Linked DNA regions of Sus scrofa: region 1 is linked to region 2. Evidence: chromatin contacts called from public promoter capture Hi-C data. All regions are on one chromosome and are shown on one strand. Each heading gives the region's core, a stretch centred on a gene start, on an enhancer-like site or on the middle of the called end of the contact. The rest is flanking DNA. Distances are from core to core; before and after follow the strand shown. Region 1 holds the start of UBA7 (ubiquitin-like modifier-activating enzyme 7). Region 2 holds the start of BSN (protein bassoon).

Evidence for each region. Promoter capture Hi-C pulls out the DNA fragments that hold promoters and counts their contacts.
Region 1: a contact with region 2 is called in a promoter capture Hi-C map of fetal liver, with 3 times the contacts expected there. The contact joins the promoter of UBA7 here to the promoter of BSN in region 2. A contact is called at or near these places in 2 of 5 promoter capture datasets (fetal liver and liver) and 1 of 2 datasets of contacts at active chromatin or transcription factors (alveolar macrophages).

What each region holds. Positions count from the first base shown.
Region 1 is chr13:32,339,969-32,345,269 of Sscrofa11.1, reverse strand. It overlaps UBA7 (ubiquitin-like modifier-activating enzyme 7), which reads left to right and starts at 4,007. Exons shown (of 25, transcript XR_306784.3): 1 at 4,007-4,180; 2 at 4,264-4,432; 3 at 4,527-4,661; 4 at 4,770-4,876; 5 at 5,210-5,300. It overlaps TRAIP (E3 ubiquitin-protein ligase TRAIP), which reads left to right. Exons shown (of 31, transcript XR_002337524.1): 16 at 695-845; 17 at 3,990-4,180; 18 at 4,264-5,300. It overlaps LOC106505605 (a long non-coding RNA gene), which reads right to left and starts at 3,966. Exons shown (of 5, transcript XR_001300181.2): 1 at 3,832-3,966.
Region 2 is chr13:32,103,998-32,109,404 of Sscrofa11.1, reverse strand. BSN (protein bassoon) reads right to left here and starts at 2,438. Exons shown (of 12, transcript XM_021068762.1): 1 at 2,111-2,438. The coding sequence starts at 2,328.

The DNA.
Region 1 (5,301 bases), core at 2,758-5,257, 230 kb before region 2:
TGCTAGCCTCTTTGTCTTAGCTTCAAGAGCACTTTCTTCTAGGAGACTTTGCCATTTGACTCCTAGCTCAGCTGAGGCCCCCTAAACTACCCTGTTACTACTGGATGGGAGTCCACCTGTTTCTGTAGGTCCCAGCATAGACCTGGTGCAGGGAGGGTGAGGGAATACTTTAGGCTGAGAGCACCCAGCTGCTCTCCAGCAGGTATGGAGGAGCCTGGGGCTTCTTGGGGAGGAAGTGACCCTCCTGGTTAGAGGATTTGGACCCCTCTGGTACTACCTTGAGTCAAGGACGTTTAGTGAGGGGGCAGGTTAAGGGGGCAGTGGCTGGCTAATAGCACTTTCATTACCAGCTGAATGATCCTAGGCAAATTACCTAGACTTTCTGTGCCTTAGTTTCTCTTTCTATAAGGTGGGGACCTAATCAGCATTATAGATCAAGAATTTAGGACACCTAAGTGAAATAAGTCAGACACAAAAGGCAAATATTGTATGATTCTATTTACAAGAGGTATCTAGAATGGGCAAATTCATAAAGAGTAGAATAGAGGTTACCAGAGGCTAGAGTGAAGAGAAAATGGGGAGTTATTGCTTAAAGGTTACAGAGTTTCTGCTTGGGGTGACTTTAAAGTTTTGGAAATAGGACAAACTTAGATACATAGAACTTGGAAAGAACAATTGTAATTAACTATTTCAGAACTCTGGAGCCTGATCTGACAACAAAGAAGAGTATTGGATGTGCTTGAACCAGACACCATTCCTCATTCCTCAGATCCACTCTATCATGGTTGTGAGGGTGGCAGCTCCAGTTCTGAAAGCAGCAGAGTGGACTGGTGCCACGGTGGACAGTAAGGACCTTGTCCTCTAAAAAACCTGAGGCTGTGTGTTTTGGTGGGTCTGGAGATAATCTGAGAAGCTTGCTTTGGTTTTAGCCCTCTGGGCTGCTAAAGCTTGCCTGGTGGTGGCATCTATCAGAAGAGTTAAAGGGCCAGGGGAATGCCTAGTGCCGGTTTTTTTGTTTGTTTGTTTGTTTGTTTTCTAGCCAGAAAAACTTTGTCAGGTCACTAACTAACTGTAGAGATAACGGAAAAGAAACTTCAATGTCCATACACAAGGAACACACACTTTGCAAAAATAGTGTGGAAAGTCACAAACGGAAGCAAAATCTAGCAATCTCTGAGGAGTAGGAGAACCTAATGTACAGAGTTACCACAATATAATACTTAGAATATCCAATTCTCAACCAAAAAATTACAAAGCATACAAATAAACAGGAAAATATGGCCCATTCACAGGGGGGATAAAAGATTTTGGCAGAAACTACTACTGACAAATTTTGAAACTGGAAAGTATAATAACTGAAAGATTCACCAGAGTCACAAATGTCAGTTGCCTTCTTACAGATCAGCAATGAAAAATTTAAATTAAATACACAAGAAATTCCCTTATGGTGCAGCAGGTTAAGGATCTGGCGTTGCAACTGCAGTGTCTTGTGTCGTTGCTGTGGCTTAGGTTTGATCTCTGGCCTGGAAAATTCTGCATACTATGGGCATGGCCAAAAAAAATAAAATAGCAATGATATTAGTACTATACATCTATTCGAATAGCCAAAATTCAAAACACTGGGAGTTAACCACTGGCGCAGTGGTTAACGAATCTGACTAGGAACCATGAGGTTGCGGGTTCGATCCCTGGCCTTGCTCAGTGGATTAACGATCCGGCATTGCCATGAGCTGTGGTGTATGTCGCAGACACGGCTCGGATCCCGTGTTGCTGTGGCTCTGGTGTAGGCTGGCAGCTACAGCTCTGATTCAACCCCTATCCTGGGAACCTCCATATGCCATGGGAGTGGCCCAAGAAATGGCAAAAAACAAAACAAAAATTCAAAACACTGACAATACCAAATGCTAGCAAGGATGTGGAACAACAAGAACTCTGATTCATTGCTAGTAGGAGTGCAAAATTGTACACTATGGCAATTTTTTACAAAGCTGAACATAGTGTTATCATAACCCAACAATTGTGGTCCTGGATATTTATCCAGATGAGTTTAAAACTTATGTTCACACTTGACAGCACATAAATGTTTATAATAGCTTTATTCATAATTGCCCCAAATTGGGGGTCAACCAGGATATCCCTCAATAGGGGAAATTATGTGTGTAAGGTATGAGGGAGCATATGGAAACTCTCCACATGGGTCCTTAAGGTGTAGTAGTGGTTATGAGAAAAGCAGAAATTCACCAGAATTTACTGAAATTTACCATCCTCTTCATCAATCTCTCCCATGGATAGTAAAAATGTTGTATCTTACTCCAAATTTCCAAAGTAATTGTTTTGGACAGTTTTGGCAAGCTCAATTATTCTTTCAGTGGAAGGATGGGTTTCCACAGCTTTCTCCTCTGTCATCATCCCATGACTCTCAAACAACACACCCTTAATCAATTGATCAAAGAAGGGCTCACAAGGGAAATGATAAAATACCTTGAAATGATTGAAAATGAAAACACAACATATCAAAATTTATGGGATGCAGTAAAATCTGTACTGAGAGGAAAATTTGTAGCTATGAACATCTACATTTTTTAAAAAGAGCTGCCTGGCCTGGGCACTTCCATTTGCCAGAGGTGAGGCCATTAAAGCAGAAAAGAAAAAGAAAGGATGGAAGGAAGAGAAAGAAAGGAAGGAAGAAAGATAGATTGGAATTCCCTTGTGGCGTAGCAGGTTAAGGATTGGTGGTGCTGTCACAGCAATGGCTTGGATTGCTGCTATGATGGGGGTTTGATCCCTGGCCCAGGAACTTCTACATACTGTAGGTACAGCCAAAGAAAGAAGACCTAAAGTCAATAACTCCACTGTACACCCCAAGGAACTGGAAAAAGAAGAGCAAACTGAACCAAAAGCTGGCAGAAGAAAGGATATAATAAAGGTTGGAATAGATACAAATAAAATAGAGATAGAAAATGTGATATTGTGATTTTTTTTTTCTTCTCTTTTTAGAGCCACACTTGCAGCATATGGAGGTTCCCAGGCTAGGGGTCTAATCAGAGCTACAGCTGCCTGGACAGGACCTGAACCATGTCTGCGACCTACACCACAGCTCACGGCAACGCCAGATCCTTAACACACTGAGCAAGGCCAGGAATCAAACCTGCAACCTCATAATTACTAGTCAGTTTCATTTCTACTGTGCCACAATGGGAACTCCGATATAGTGATTTATATTAAGAAATAAATATTTGGGAAGTTTCTGTTGTGGCGCAGAGGAAACAAATCCGACTAGTATCAATGGGGATGCAGGTTCAATCCCTGGCCTCCCTCAGCAGGTAAAAGGATCCAGCATTGCCATGAACTGTGGTGTAGGTCACAGACCTGGCTCGCATCCCACATTGCTGTGGCTGTGGTGTAGGCCAGTGGCTACAGCTCTGATTCAACCCCCTAGCCTGGGAACCTCCATGTGCCACTGGTGTGGCTCTTAAAAGAAAAAAACCTAAATACACACATAAAGTGGGAGGAGAGGGCACAGTCTTGTAGGACTGATCCCTTAACCTAAAGGATCTGATACTATGTCCAGGCAGTCCCCTGGGGGGTGGGACAACAGTAATCCCATAAACTCTCACAGCCTCTGGGATGGGATGGCTCTGCCCTCTAGGGTGTCTAAGTCTCTGTGTGAATAAGAGGCCAGGCGAGTCCTCAGGATAAGGGAGTTCTCACCAGCTCTCTGCGGCAGGAAACCCATTCAGGCAGGGGGTTAGGGGCCTGAGGTTTGGGACATCTAGGGAGCTATAGGAGGTACATGGAACCCTACCATGTACCCTTCCTCAAGAGAATTACCTGCTTCCCCAAAGGGTGTAAATGTCCAGGATCTCTGTCCCACTTTGCCAGTGCCTGAGGGCTGCCGGAACTCATCTTTACCAGGCTAGGCTGGGGGCAGGGCCAGGAGCTTGCTCTGTCTAGTTTCACTTTCACTTCTGCTTTCCCCAAAATGACAGAGAAGCCAGGAAGAAAGTTGTGACCTGTTGCGCCAGTCACAGCTGTGCACCGCCTCCCATAGCACTGCTTCCCGTGGCACTGCCTCCCACACAGACCCTATCTACAAGCACTGCAGCCTGTTTCCCAGCCTCAGGATGGATGTCCAGGAAACCTCCAAGTTGCTGGATGAAGAGCTGTACTCTCGGCAGCTGTGAGGCCCGAGGTGGGGAGGAGGGCAGGGTGGCCTTCTGCCTTCTGCTCTCCAACTGCCTATGTTCTTACTTCCACCCACAGGTATGTGTTGGGTTTGCCAGCCATGGAGAGGATTCAGGGAGCCAAGGTGCTGCTGTCAGGCCTTCAGGGCCTGGGGGCTGAGATAGCCAAAAACTTGGTCCTGATGGGAATAGGCAGCCTCACTCTTCATGATCCCCACCCTACCTGCTGGTCTGACCTGGCTGCCCAGGTGAGGGTCCTGGGGGCTCTGGGTTCCCACACCAGAGTGGGGGTAGGGCCCAAGAGAAAATTCCTTGTTTAAGCTGGACTGGGTCTGTCTTTAGTTTTTCCTCTCAGAGCAGGACTTAGGAAGGAGCAGGGCTGAGGCATCTCAAGAACTTCTGGCTAAGCTCAATGGAGCTGTTCAGGTGTGCATCCACAAGGGTGACATCACCGAGGATCTGCTGCTGCACTTCCAGGTGCCCTCCCAGCCCTACTTGCCAGGCCAGGCCAGTCCCTCTTCCAGCCCGTAGCAGCAGGGTGGGCTCACAGTGGTTCTGGCCCTGCTGATAATGAGGTCCACCCAGGTGGTAGTGCTGACTGCCCTGAAGCTGGAGGAGCAGCTGAAGGTGGGCAGCTTCTGCCACAAGCATGGAATCTGCTTTCTGGTAGCTGATACCCGAGGCCTCGTTGGGTAAGACGGCTTGCTTAGCCTGCCATATCTTAGGTTGCAACTGGTCCCATTGCTGTCCCCAGCTCCAGGCTTGCTCAGAATCCCACCACTCAATGCCATGCCTGTCCCAGCAACCCTTGTTGATTATGGACCCTAGTCCCATCCATGTGCTTCCTCTACCTCAGCCTCCAGACTTGCTCCAGTAAATCCTTCAAACCAGCTTCCATGCCCCTCCCAGCATTCTTCCCCTATTCCTCTGGGCTTGCCCTGATATCCCTCACCTTTCACCACAACTGTGCCACTCAACTACTCAGCCATCTCAATGACCTCTGCCTCCCCCCCACTCCCCAACAGGCAGCTGTTCTGCGACTTTGGTGAGAACTTCACTGTGCAGGAGCCAACAGAGGCAGAACCCCTGACAGCTGCCATCCAGCATATTTCTCAGG
Region 2 (5,407 bases), core at 1,189-3,688:
CCATCAGGGGTTAGTAAAACAATTTCCACCTTATCTGACCTTCTACCTACCTCAATTCACAATATAATTCCCCCAAATTCACAAGCCAGCTTGAAATTATGCCAACGCTCTTTCCTGAATACCCAGAAGCACATGCCACAGGGCTTTTTCTCCATCAATGGGCCAATCTGTTCAGCAGCGTCTCAGAACAGAACATGCTAAATTTGGCATCAGGTACCTGAGACACTCTGGTGAGAGGAAGTAGAGTCATTCTGATGCTGAAGGAGAAACATACCATGGAGGTACAGCTCAGCTGAGGTGATGTGACAAGCTGAATATCAGCTAAAAGAATAAATTCCATCTCCTACGAGCCCCCAATCCTGAGCTTTGGTGAAAAATAGCCAGCTCACCACCTGCGCTTAACAACTGTAGGACCTTAGCACCACAGCCCATGTGTGTGTCTTGCCCACAGCCAGGAGCAAGATTATATGACTGCTAAATACAGCAGGAGATCATGGTTCCTTAACCCACTGTAGTTTGTGGGTCTACCCTGTAGCAAAACATATAGACAGGGAAGAAATGAAATACTGGGAAGGAATATGAGTAGGCACTAACCACTTTCTGTCCCTTTGAGCTGCCCAAGTCTTTCCAAAATCTCACATGCTTGGCTCTGCAACATCAGATAAACACCAAGCACAGCAGCCTGTTTGGTTACCAGAAGAGAAACACTGGATTCCCCATATAGAAAACTCCTAATAACAAGGTGTTTTTCCACTCTGCTGTAGATGCTTTCCCTTGGAAGGAAAGCTCTAAAGCCTAAGTGAGCCTTCCTCAAGCTAAAACTCAAAGAGCAGCTCAATGCGCAGCAAAATGGACAGTATTTGCAGTACTAAGAACGGTGTGCTAACAAACACAGATAGCTATTAGCATTACCATAATAGCTAATATAAAATGGGTAAATCCCCCTTCCAAAAGAGATGTTCACAGGCTGGCCTGTCTGTGGCAGGTTTCAGGCTACTAAGACCCTTTCATTTCTGTTAGTTGTCTAAGAAATGACTTCTGAGGAAATAAACCCGTAAGAGGCACAGCTGGGCAGCTGAAGAATAAAAAATTATGCTCCCTCACAGTTTATGTGCCCCCACATAGAAAAGCCAAGGCAACATTATCAGCAGACTCATATGGACTCAGAAGCACCCCTGGGTTTTGCTACTTCCCAGCTCTATTTGGTGTAAAGACAGTGCTTCCATTTTATCTTGTCTCTTGGTAGCTTTCCTGAGTGTTCAGTCTACTAATTTATTATAGATTGCCATTTTCTTCCTCTGCATTTCCTTTCCACTTGATTGTTTATACAACCTCAACTGGCATACATTTTAAACAAGCTGGTTTTAGAGTATTTGATCAGATATGTCTGTTTAAAGCATTCCACTGATTTGAGTGGTAACCTAAGTCATAAGACAACATGAACATACTCGGTTCTAGATGATTCAACAGCATTTTTGCTTCACCCCAAAGTGTTTCACTAAACCATGATGAAAGCACATGACCCTGTTACTATTGTTGAGCCTAAATAAGTACCTTGTGGTGTCCAGTACCACTTTCCCTTCCTCCAAAGATGATTTTGACTACTAAATGCCTGAGGAAAGCGTATGACCAAGTTCATGGTTCAACTATTTCCATATCTTTCTGCTCCTCGCAGTGACACTTATCTTCCCTGACAGCCACTCCCATTGTGCTCTTTCCTTGGCCCAACACAATGGACAAATGCAGACACAAGCAGACAGGGAAGACGTTTTCCATCCCACTGCTTCCCAGTGCAGAAGAACCAGGCTGAGGTTACATAAGCCCCTCCTTAGCCTGGCACTGGGGGAAAGCGAATTTGGGGTTCGTGACGGAGTCACGGTCTGCAGGCCCAGACTGACCCTGCGCTCACCATCCTGCTTTACTAAGGCAGGACGGCTGTAATGGAAGGGATGCTTCTCGCGACTGACCACTCGGCTCACGTCAGTCCGACTGGGCTCAAAGTGTAGCTGGACGTCCGATCTCGCTGTCCAGACTAGACTGCAGGGTCGTGGGCCCCAGCTTCGGCCTCAGGCTGCAGTTCCCGCCCCCGGGCGCCTTGCCCTGCGCTTACCTGCCCGGGCCAGGGCCGGGGCCGGGGCCGGGGCCGGGGCCTGGACCCGGTGGTCCGGCGGTAGCCCGTGCCCCGCCTGCTGCCAAGAGCTGTCCGCCGCCAGCCGGTGCTGAAGGCGGCTTCCCTACCCCGGGGCCCGGGCCGGGGCCGGGGCCGGAGCCTCCGGGCGGCAGCGGCCCTTCGCCAACGCCGCCCTCCAGGCTGGCCTCGTTGCCCATGGCGGGCAGACGGGCGGGGCCGAGGTCGCACTGGGCCCGGGCCGGCGGCTCCCGGGCAGCTGCTCACACGCTCCGCGCCGCCGCCGCCGCCGCCGCCATCTCCCAGCTCGGCTCGCGCCGCCGCCTGCCGCTGCGCATGCGCGGCCCTCGTGCCTCTTCCCTGTACACACCCCCACCCCACGCACGCGCGCGCTCCCTCCTGCTGGTGAGGACGCGTGTCCAAGAGCCCCCGGCGGAGTGGCGGGGAAACAGCCGCCTTGGCCCGCGCATGCGCCTTCCGGGGCCGCCAAAGCCGGCGTTCGCTATCCGGGGCCCAGCAAGTGTCGGCAGGAGCATCCGATCAAACCAGGATTGGAGAGACACAGACCACGAGAAAGGGCTGTGAGGGCGACCCGCCGTACCCTGCCCTGGAGTCAGTGACGCTTACTGCCTCAGAGAACTCAGGAATGGGAGCTCTCATTTGGGTAACTTCAGGGTCCCAACTGGCAGACTTCGTGGGAACAGGCCTCAGAGAGGGGTCACTGAGTGTAGCATCAAAGGATGTTTAGGAGTTGGAGAAATAAATGAACAAGTGTGTTCAGAGGCGCATTGTCATGGAAGGACTGAGATAAAGGATGCTGGGTGATGGGACTGGTTATGAGGGTCTCAAAGGGATTGAAGACTTTATCCAGATGTCGCCATGGGAACCATCTGGGTTTCATGCTGAGCCCTTGTCCCAGGGGAAGGAGTTTCAGGAAGTGTCCCTGGGAAAGGTGGAGGGTGTGTCAGGGCTGGCCTGAAGCCAGATGGAAGGTTGCCTCAGCAGGCCCTGGGACAGTGACCTTGAGGATGAGGAAAAGGAGTTGATGTTTCTTAGAGTCCTTGGGCTGTGGTTCCCAGGGACTGTCTAGACGAGGGGCTGCAGGCTGCCTCTGCATTAACCTGAGAGCTCACCAAATTATTTTTCCATTACCTCAGTTTACAGACTTCGGTGTCTGCATACTACTCTGCCTCCTGGCTTCTTACACAAACCTGTACTTTCCTGAGAGAGAATACTTCTTAGAAGATCCAGACTATACTCCAAACTTCCTGGCTTCATAAATCATGGCTGTGTACGAGTTCCTGTCATGGCACAGCAGAAACGAATCCGACTAGGAACCATGAGGTTGCGGGTTCAATCCTGGCCTCGCTCAGTAGGTTAAGGATCTGGTGTTGCCATAAGCTGTATTGTAGGTCGCAGATGTGGTTCAGCTGTGGCATAGGCCGGAGGCAACAGCTCCAATTAGATCCCTAGCCTGGGAACCTCCATATGCCACGGGTGCATCCCTATAAGGACAATCAATCAATCAATCAATCATGGCTGTGAAGAAGAACTTGAGTAAACTTGGACCTATTTTACAAACCCATTTAATTCTGCTAATGATGAAGAATAAATCAAATGTGATGTCAGCATTTCTAACCTGACCTGGAATAACTCAGAAAACCCAATGAACACTGATAACCAGGCTGATGGACAGACTTTGGCTGGGCCTTCCCATGCATTCTTATCTGCTCCCTCAACCTCTGGGATGGAGCTCCTGAAGCTTGGATCCCTGAATTGACTGACTCTGCTGCCTGGGATGATGAGAGCCTCTCTGCCTGTGTTATGATGGTCTTCACTGTGTTTCCTCCTGTGTTTGAATCATCTTTGTATCTGGTGCTCATCTAGGCTCTACAAGGATCCATGTTTCAGCTGTGCCACTTCCCAAATGGGATCTTAGCAACTGACTTAGGCTCACAAAGCCTCCATTTCCTAGCCTGCAAAGTTAGAATAATAGTAGTTCTCATTGTAGCTCAGTAGGTTCAGAATCCAACATGTGTCCATGAGGATGCAAATTCAATCCCTGGCCTCTATCAGGGGGTTAAAGATCCAACATCACCACAAGCCACAGCATAGGTCGAAGATAAGGCTTGCTGTGGCGTAGGCCAGCAGCTACAGCTCCAATTCAACCTGTAGCCCTGGGAACTTCCATATGCCACGGGTGCAGACATTAAAAAAAAAAAAAAAAGGTTATAATATTAGCCTCTCTTAACTGGGTGGGGGTGTGTGTTTGGTTGTGAGAGTGGAGTGGCTAATGTAAGTAAAACATACCAACAAGTGCCTGGCATACACATGACCAACTTTTTTTTTTCTTCTTTTTTTAGAGCCACACCCACAGCAAATGGAAGTTTCCAGGCTAGGGGTTGAATCAGAGCTGCAGCTGCTGGCCTACACCACAGCCACGGCCATGCCAGATCCGAGCCATGTCTGCAACCTACACCACAGTATATGTCAACACCAGATCCTTAACCTACTGAGCAAGGCCAGGGATTGAACCTGCATCTTCATGGATATTAGTCAGATTCATTTGCACTGAGCCACGACAGGAACTCTGTCACATGATCAACTTTATTATTAATTGGTTCTCTGGTGGGTGATCTTGAGGTAGGAGGTAGATGAGCCCCTGGGCTGAAAACAGCTGGGACTTGTTAAGCCAAGTAGATTGGGCCTTGCCTCTCTAACACCTCAAGAAGAAAGTTAAGAGCTGGAGCTGAGCTCTACTAGAGTAGAAAGATAAGATTGACCACTTCATTCGATCCTGGTGTCAAGAAGAGCTCCCCAATAACCCATGCACAGTAAGACCCCTAAGGATCAAAAAAAGGAGGGGGCACCAGACCATAATTAAGCCCTGATACTGTCCCAGCATCCCTTGCTCTGGAATCCGTCTTTGCCAAAAGATGTACATGCATTAAGGGGAGGGGCCTGTGTCCAGTCAGGTGTGAGAAATAAAACAAGATATATGGCCAAAGGTAAACAAACACCCAGAAGTACTGTCCTGTATAAGTGAGTTAAATCACCTCTCTAGTGCACTGCTCACTCGGGGACAGCCGCGCCTGCACTCCCCTTCAGGTGTGTATTATTTCTTTGCTTCTGACTTAAATAAAAACTACTTCTCTGTGTGCTCTCCCACATGTTGTACAATAAACTTTATACCTGTTTTCACAATCTATGCCTCTTTGAAACATTCTTGCTGTCAACAGTGGCCAAGAATTACAGCAACTCTGCTCTCAGCCTCTAGCT